Linked DNA regions of Gasterosteus aculeatus: region 2 is linked to region 1. Evidence: chromatin contacts called from public Hi-C data. All regions are on one chromosome and are shown on one strand. Each heading gives the region's core, a stretch centred on a gene start, on an enhancer-like site or on the middle of the called end of the contact. The rest is flanking DNA. Distances are from core to core; before and after follow the strand shown. Region 1 overlaps tet3 (tet methylcytosine dioxygenase 3). Region 2 holds the start of add2 (adducin 2 (beta)).

What was found. Hi-C and Micro-C count contacts between places; a contact is called where the count stands out from the background.
Region 2: a Hi-C map of skeletal muscle shows a contact between it and region 1, with 4 times the contacts expected there. The contact joins the promoter of add2 here to the enhancer-like site in region 1. A contact is called at or near these places in 3 of 6 Hi-C or Micro-C datasets (skeletal muscle and whole body).

Annotation. Positions count from the first base shown.
Region 1 is chr13:17,893,413-17,896,746 of fGasAcu3.hap1.1, reverse strand. It overlaps tet3 (tet methylcytosine dioxygenase 3), which reads right to left. Exons shown (of 12, transcript XM_040194851.2): 10 at 3,123-3,260; 11 at 2,612-2,966; 12 at 1-2,457. The coding sequence ends at 566. Among protein-coding and RNA genes, the nearest start is that of LOC120830298, 16 kb to the right of the region's middle. Within about 2 kb of position 1,521, at least 1 of the 9 cell types and tissues checked has open chromatin away from gene starts, as enhancers often do.
Region 2 is chr13:17,951,346-17,954,863 of fGasAcu3.hap1.1, reverse strand. It overlaps add2 (adducin 2 (beta)), which reads right to left and starts at 1,537. Exons shown (of 15, transcript XM_078087236.1): 1 at 1,076-1,537. figla (folliculogenesis specific bHLH transcription factor) reads right to left here. Exons shown (of 6, transcript XM_040194760.2): 5 at 3,021-3,110; 6 at 2,226-2,394. The coding sequence ends at 3,096.

The DNA of each region.
Region 1 (3,334 bases), core at 272-2,771:
TTACAAGGCCGATAATGGCTCCTCCTCTAAGTACAGCTGGAAGATTGACAACAACAAACAAATCAGAAACAAAAAAGGGTACACGTTTTCCAAACATGGAAAAGCAATTGTCTAAGTCTGACAGACTGATTGATTTAAAAAAAATATATATAACCAAAAACAATCACATCATTAATAATAACATTAATGAAAACAGCAATAATAAAAAACAAACAAGTCTTCATTATAATAATACCTGTAATAACAACATTGACAGTAACAATAGCAATCATAATAATAGCGCTAATAATAGCAATAATTAGAATCATTAAAATTCTATGAACAAGAAAAAGCAATGGAGATCCTCTACAGGGAAGAGAGAGGAAGAGCACCACAGGCAGTGTGTCTGAAGCCCAAACACCTGCCTGACATGAGGTAAAAAACAATAAAAATGTCCCCCCCCCCTCTATTGGACTGGAGGGGGCCAGGATGGAGAGACCAGACTGTGGGACGGCTGAGAGACATTCGCCCTGCTCTCTCCGCTGCACCGCTCTGTAGCCGTCAGTCTTTCTGTATCCGCGTGACCTCAGACAAAGTGGCTGTAGGGCCCAGTGAGGCGGGTGAAGGCATAGGGAGACGCAGTCACCGTGGTGGAGGTGTGCAGCGTGGGTGCTAACCGCGTCACTGGCCCCTCCCTCTTGTCTTTAGATTGTCCCGGTCCTGGACTGGCACCTGCCGCCGTAGCCCCCCACTTGCGTTTCTTCCCGAGGGCCTTGATCTCCTCCTGGGAGAGGCCAAGGAGAGCTGCTTCCTGCTGCCTCTCCAGTGCTCGCTCCGCCAGCAGCTTCATTTTAGCTTCCCAGACAGCCAGGCCGTGCATGGGCTGGTTGAGGTTCTTGTGCTGGTAGAAGACCAAGGAGATGCGGGTGGGGTGGGAGCGATCAGGCTTTCTGAGCGGAGTGGTAGCATGTAGTTCCCGACGGGCACATTCAATCAGGATGGACCCGTGGGCTGGTGCTACGGCTACACCACCAATGTTGGGATCCAGGAAGTTGTGCTCGCTGTCGGACCACTCCTCTTCGTCGTACTCCTCGCGGCCTTTGGTGCTCTCAACGTCACTCTCGGCTCGGTTGGGAGTCCAGCAGGCCTGATCTGACTGCTGCAGGGCATCAGGGAACAGGCGACCCTCGGGCGTAGGAGACGGGGAAATGCCCGCCATTGAACCTCCACCGGACTTCCAGGCCTTCTCTTGGAGCCCCAGAGGGGTGGAACACCGACTTTCCCCGGTCTTGGACCAGATCTTGTCTGCGTAGGCCCCTGCAGGATTGCTGTGCTTCAAACCAGGGCTATACGCCGCGGGCCCCATGGCCCAAGCATTTGGCTGAGGGCTAGGAGCAGGGCTGGCCCAGTGCCTGGGGGTGCCTGGGCCCGGGGTGCCTGGGCCCGGAGTGCCTGGGCCCGGAGTGCCTGGGCCCGGGGTGCCTGGGCCCGGGGTGCCTGGGCCCGGAGTGCCTGGGCCCGGGTGCGTTGTGACTGAGCTTGAGTGAGCGCTGCCAGGCTGCGGTGTACCTGTCTGAGGGGTGTTTGAGCGCGGGGTAGAGGGGCGCGTGGACCCTTGGTGCATGTTACCGGGGAACGCTGTCCCTAGGTGAGGTGATGGGGATGAAGAGGGAGGTACCTGGAGTGATGCCGAAGGAGCAGGGGAAGGATTTAGGGCATTTGAGCCTGGGTAGGATGTCCACTGCGCCGGGTAAGGAGAGGCCTGCCGCTGCTGGGGATGCTGGTGAAACTGCTGCTTGTCCGGGGTCAACAACGAGCCCTCGGGGCCTTGTTTTGGATGCAGATGGCCTTCCCAGTTGGTGGGAACGATACTTCCATTAAACTTATGCCCTTGCCAGGCTGCAGGCTGGGGGGTGTTGCTCGGTGTCTTGGCACCAGCCTGGCCGTGCGTTGTGCCTTCATAGACCGGCACGTCCATAGGCTCCTGTTTGATGACTGGGGTGCCTCTGTTGGACTGTTCGGAGCACACGGAGGAAGAACGGGACTGGTTGTGGTCTGCGTGCTGGGCGTAAGCGCTGAGGTTTGGTTGGTTGGCTTGCTCTGGGTGGCTGGGGAAGGACTGGGTCAGTCTGGCCTGAAGGCTTTGAATGTCAGGCTTCAAGTCAGCCTGGGCAACCTTGCCGCCTGCTTTGGGCGAAGAGCCATTTCGACCCTCGTAGGTCCTCAGCTTAGGGCGGAAAAGTGCATTGGGGGAGTAGTTGTAGTAGCCATAGTGCATCGCGGGCAGATTGTGGTGGTAACCGTTTACTGGGTCGGATGCAGAGGGCTGGCCAGTCGGGGGAAGGCCTCCCCTTGCATAGTAGGCAGGGTGCGGATAGATGTTGTTGAATGGGTCTGCTGCCTGCACACGGTATCCATCCATTGATCCATTGAACGGCTCTTTCTTGATGTTGGGCTTCACCTCTTGTTTTATAATTGCTGAATGTTTGAAAAAAAGGAAAAGTAAGTTAAAAACTATAACTCATTGAAGTTCTTAATTGTTTTTGTCTTCTGCTGTATTTGGGTTCCCGTGGTACATTTCAAATCATTTGCCTTGTCAAAGTACATTATGAGTCCAAAACAACCAACCAACCTTTATTGTCTTGGAGTTGAGGGGAACCTGTGATGCAGACCTCAGCCTTGACGATTGTTTTATCCGGTGTCGCTCCTGCCTGCTGCATGAGTTTATTTTTCTTCTTCTCCGAATTGGCCTTCTTGGCCTCCAGTCTGCGCTGTCGGCAGGACTTGGCAGGTTCGGGCAACTTGCGCACCTCACGGCGAAAAGCCTGAAGCACGTGGATGGCTTTCGTCTGCATCTTGAGACGCTGGGCCTCCTCACTGCCGAACTCATCAGTCTGGGAGATCCTATAAAGAGGCAACACATGGAGCTGCTCATCCTCTGGAATCTCCTTCACTGAACGGTTGTCCTCCTTAGTCAAAGTACATACCTTACAGAGAGAGAGAGAAGGAAAAGCAAGATGCAATGTAAACTGTTCCAAGCTACAAAACATCAACATTTTAAATCAAATAATACAGCCGTTATTCATCCTAAATACCCCCAAAACATAAAAGATGCGTTTTATCAGTATGGTGAGTGATCTTACCACTGTGCAACCATTGTAGAGGTTGTGCTGGTCCTTGTGAGCGTGGGCACAGAAGTCCATGCAAGCAGTGACTCCAGAGAAGGGCCGGCCTTCCTTCGAGCCCAGCCTGCACTCCGGAGCCTTCGACTCAGTCTCGCACTGAGGGAGAAAAAAATAACTTTTATTTTCTTACATTTCACTTCACAGGTGTGATCAGTTTAGTCAGTCAGTGT
Region 2 (3,518 bases), core at 288-2,787, 58 kb before region 1:
TGTTTCATTCCTTTCAGCTCATGATAGAACTTGAATAATTAAACTTGATATTATGGTGTTTAAAACAGCAAACATCTTTTTTTCCTTTCTTGGACAAGCCATAAAGCAATGCATTATCTCACTTTCTCATAATTTTATATACACATTTATAGGACTCGATTAAGTAATCCAACATACATGACATTATTTAGATTGAGGGTCAAAAATATATATAAACATTCATCCAACAGTGACAGTTTCTACACTAATGTAACTCAGGTGAATGTCTGCCATTGTGCTGTGGGGGATTTAAATATGGTCCCAACCGCCCCGAGTCACATGGGGGAGGACGAGATGACAGCCCAACATACAACGACCTACAACGTGGGCGTACACATTAAACATTGTTTAAATCCTTTTTCGTTGATGTTTGTTTTTATTTAGCATCCTCTGCTGCCTCTAACCGCCAGCGCTCTGCATGGCTGCCTAGCAACACTCGAACGCGCTGCAGCATCAGCACCGGGATCCGAAGATGGACACCCACAGCATGCACGACTCTCGCTCTGCAAAGAACCACGCATCAAAGAAACAAAAGAAATCAAATGGGCAAAAGAGCTCATGACCTCCCGCGTGTTAACCCGGACTTTCTCCCGAGAAACACACGCACACACCCCACACGGGCTGAGCTTAAGTAAAACAACCAAACAGCCATCACTAATAAACGGGATTAGACTCGGCGCTCGGAAAAGGCGCTGCCATCACAGCAGCCTCGGGATGAACCGCACGGCCCTTCTTCTGCGGAGCACAATGACGAGCACGGAGAGGGCGTGCGAGCCGAATAAATGCGCGATTTCAATAAACAAGCACAAAAAAAGCACACCGCATCGATGCAGGGAGCGTGATGCACCGTGCGGCCGACAACAACACGGTAAACATCGGGCAGTAAAGGACGCTACCGGCGCGCACACGGGCTCCGTGCACGCGTCAGGGAGGATCTCGTGTGTTACTGCGTCCCCGCCATGCATCCAACTACGAATTGGCTGAACGCCTTGTTCGACACAGCTAAAAGACACAGGATCGCGGGCGGTGCACTCACCTCAGAGCATCCTTCAGGACGCAGTCGTCTTTTCGGGTGCGGCACACCCACGGCCCTGGAGGCGCGTCCTCGTCCAAGAAGCAGATGTGGGGTTAATTGCAGTCAGTGTGTCACGATTGGGTAGCGACGCAGGGGATCCTTTGTGGGAGCTCGTCTCAGGGCCTCAGCTGATCCCAAACCAGTGGACCCTTGGTGTTTTTTTGGTTTTTCTGTTCACCGCTCGGTGCGCCCGGACCAGCCCACTGCCACGCCTGTCCACAGTCTGACTCCCGAGGGCTCGCACGCACCCAGCGTGGAGTGGGGATCGCCCCTTTGGCAAAAGACGTGTTATTTAGTTTGAATATCCTGCGCACCGCCCTGGTATAGGGATCTAATGCCGGCTCCCGAAATGTTTAGTGGACTAGGCCCTGTTTGAGTAGAGCAAAATGTTTGCCTGTCAGACAGGCGCCACCTTCTGGTCTAATGGAGAACCACATCTGGGCGACGTAATAAGAAAAAAAAAGAAATCATTCTAGACGGTTTCGTCACATTTGAATAATTGTTCACACCCATAAAGTAGTAAAAGCACATTTACCCAAATACTGTATAAATTAGGTAATTAGGTTTGAGGTGATTGTACTTATTTTACTTTCTACTTCAAATTCTACAACACTGCAGATTTGACAAACACAGTAACATTTTGCCATAGATCATAATACTACAGAGCAGTACAATAGTGTCACTCAACCATTAAAATTCTGATTAAATGTGAATGATTCAGTAATATATAACACATTTATTTTACACAATGATTATACAACTTATTGATACTTTTTATTTGGGTAAACATTTGAAAACAGGCCTTTTACCAATCTATTTTGGGATATTCCGGTCCCTATTCTGGTATTACTTTTGCTTATAAAAAATACTTGCAGCACTTACTCTGGCCACATGTACTTAACTAAATGATGCTGTCTACAATGGCTCATTAGTGCAAGACTCTGTTATTTCCAGTTGTATTTCTTTCTTTTTTTTAGATTAAATAAATAGGTAGTAATATGAGGACTTTTTTTTTAGCAGGAGACATTTAATACTTCATGTAGTTATGTGCAGATTGACAAAACTTATAAAAACGAAGAGTTCTACTTGAACAAACTCTTTCAGACAGTAATTTAAACAAAACTCGCTCATTTTATTTAAGGGCTGCCAAGGATACAGTTTGTAAAAGAAAAAATTAAAACATTCATATTTACTCAAACAAAATTTAAATTTCAAAAGTTAAATTTAATAAGACAAATAAATTTCATTCGGGGGAGGGGGGCTTTTCTTGAACAGGAACCCTGAAAAAAAAAAAAAAAAAGATTTTTATTTTATTTTATTTTGATTTTAAAAATTTGATTATTAAAAGGGATCATCCGAGTGACAAAGTACAACAGAAGGAAGAAGATGATGACAATGGGAAGGAGGAACTTGTACAATTTCCTAAAATTGTAAATTATCTCTCAGACCACATAGGGGCAGCATTTGTTTACTTTTAGACCGATACCGTTCTATGGTACCATTTCTACTACCACAATCTATAATATTAAAAAGAGGAATAAGAGGAAGATGAAAAAAGGAGCAAGAAGACAAAGAAAAGGGGGAAGTAGGCGAAAATGGAGGAATAAGAAATTTAAAAAAAGGGAGGAAGCCAAAAAAGAGGAAAAGGAAAGGACGAAAAATAAAAAAAAGAAGCTGAAAAGAAAGTCATACAATTTCATGAAAGTGTCAATTATCTGTCAGACCACATTGGGGCAGGATTTGTAAGACAGACCAATAAAGGTACTTCTACTACACAGACTTTCATCACAAGTAGAATGAGTAGGAACAAAACGGAAGTATATGAAAAGAGGGAAGAACGTGGAAATAAAAAGGGAGATGGATCAGACAAAGGAGGAATAATAATGCAATTATAGTTTAATCTTACCAACTTTTTGTACGATTGCAGCATTCTGGACTTTAAGTGATTAGATATTCGTGCATTTCATTTTTGGTCCAAGATTTAGGGTTGAGACATCTGTGAAAAGAAGAGGCGGCGGTAAGGCCTGAGATCTGAACAGTGCACTTTCTAACAGGTCAAACAGCATGAATAAGCAATTATTTTTTGCCAACAATAAAAATCTTTTTTTTAATTTAACCGTGCAAACGGTAAAAATGTTGTCTTCAGACAGATTTCCTATTGTGATAGCACGTCAGGCCAACGGGATAATAGAAAAGGGGGTCTCGTCTTGCTCTAAACCGCTTCACCTTGATTTATCCAATCAAACGATGAGGTACTTGTGAGGACGCTTTGAATGAGTCTGATGACAGGGCCACCCTGAAGACAATCAAATTATTTGTGTTGATTGCCAGATGCAATCGTGGCATCTTCCTGTCAGATCATTTCAAGGATTCAAAGTGTGATTGCTTATTGTTTGAAGGATCT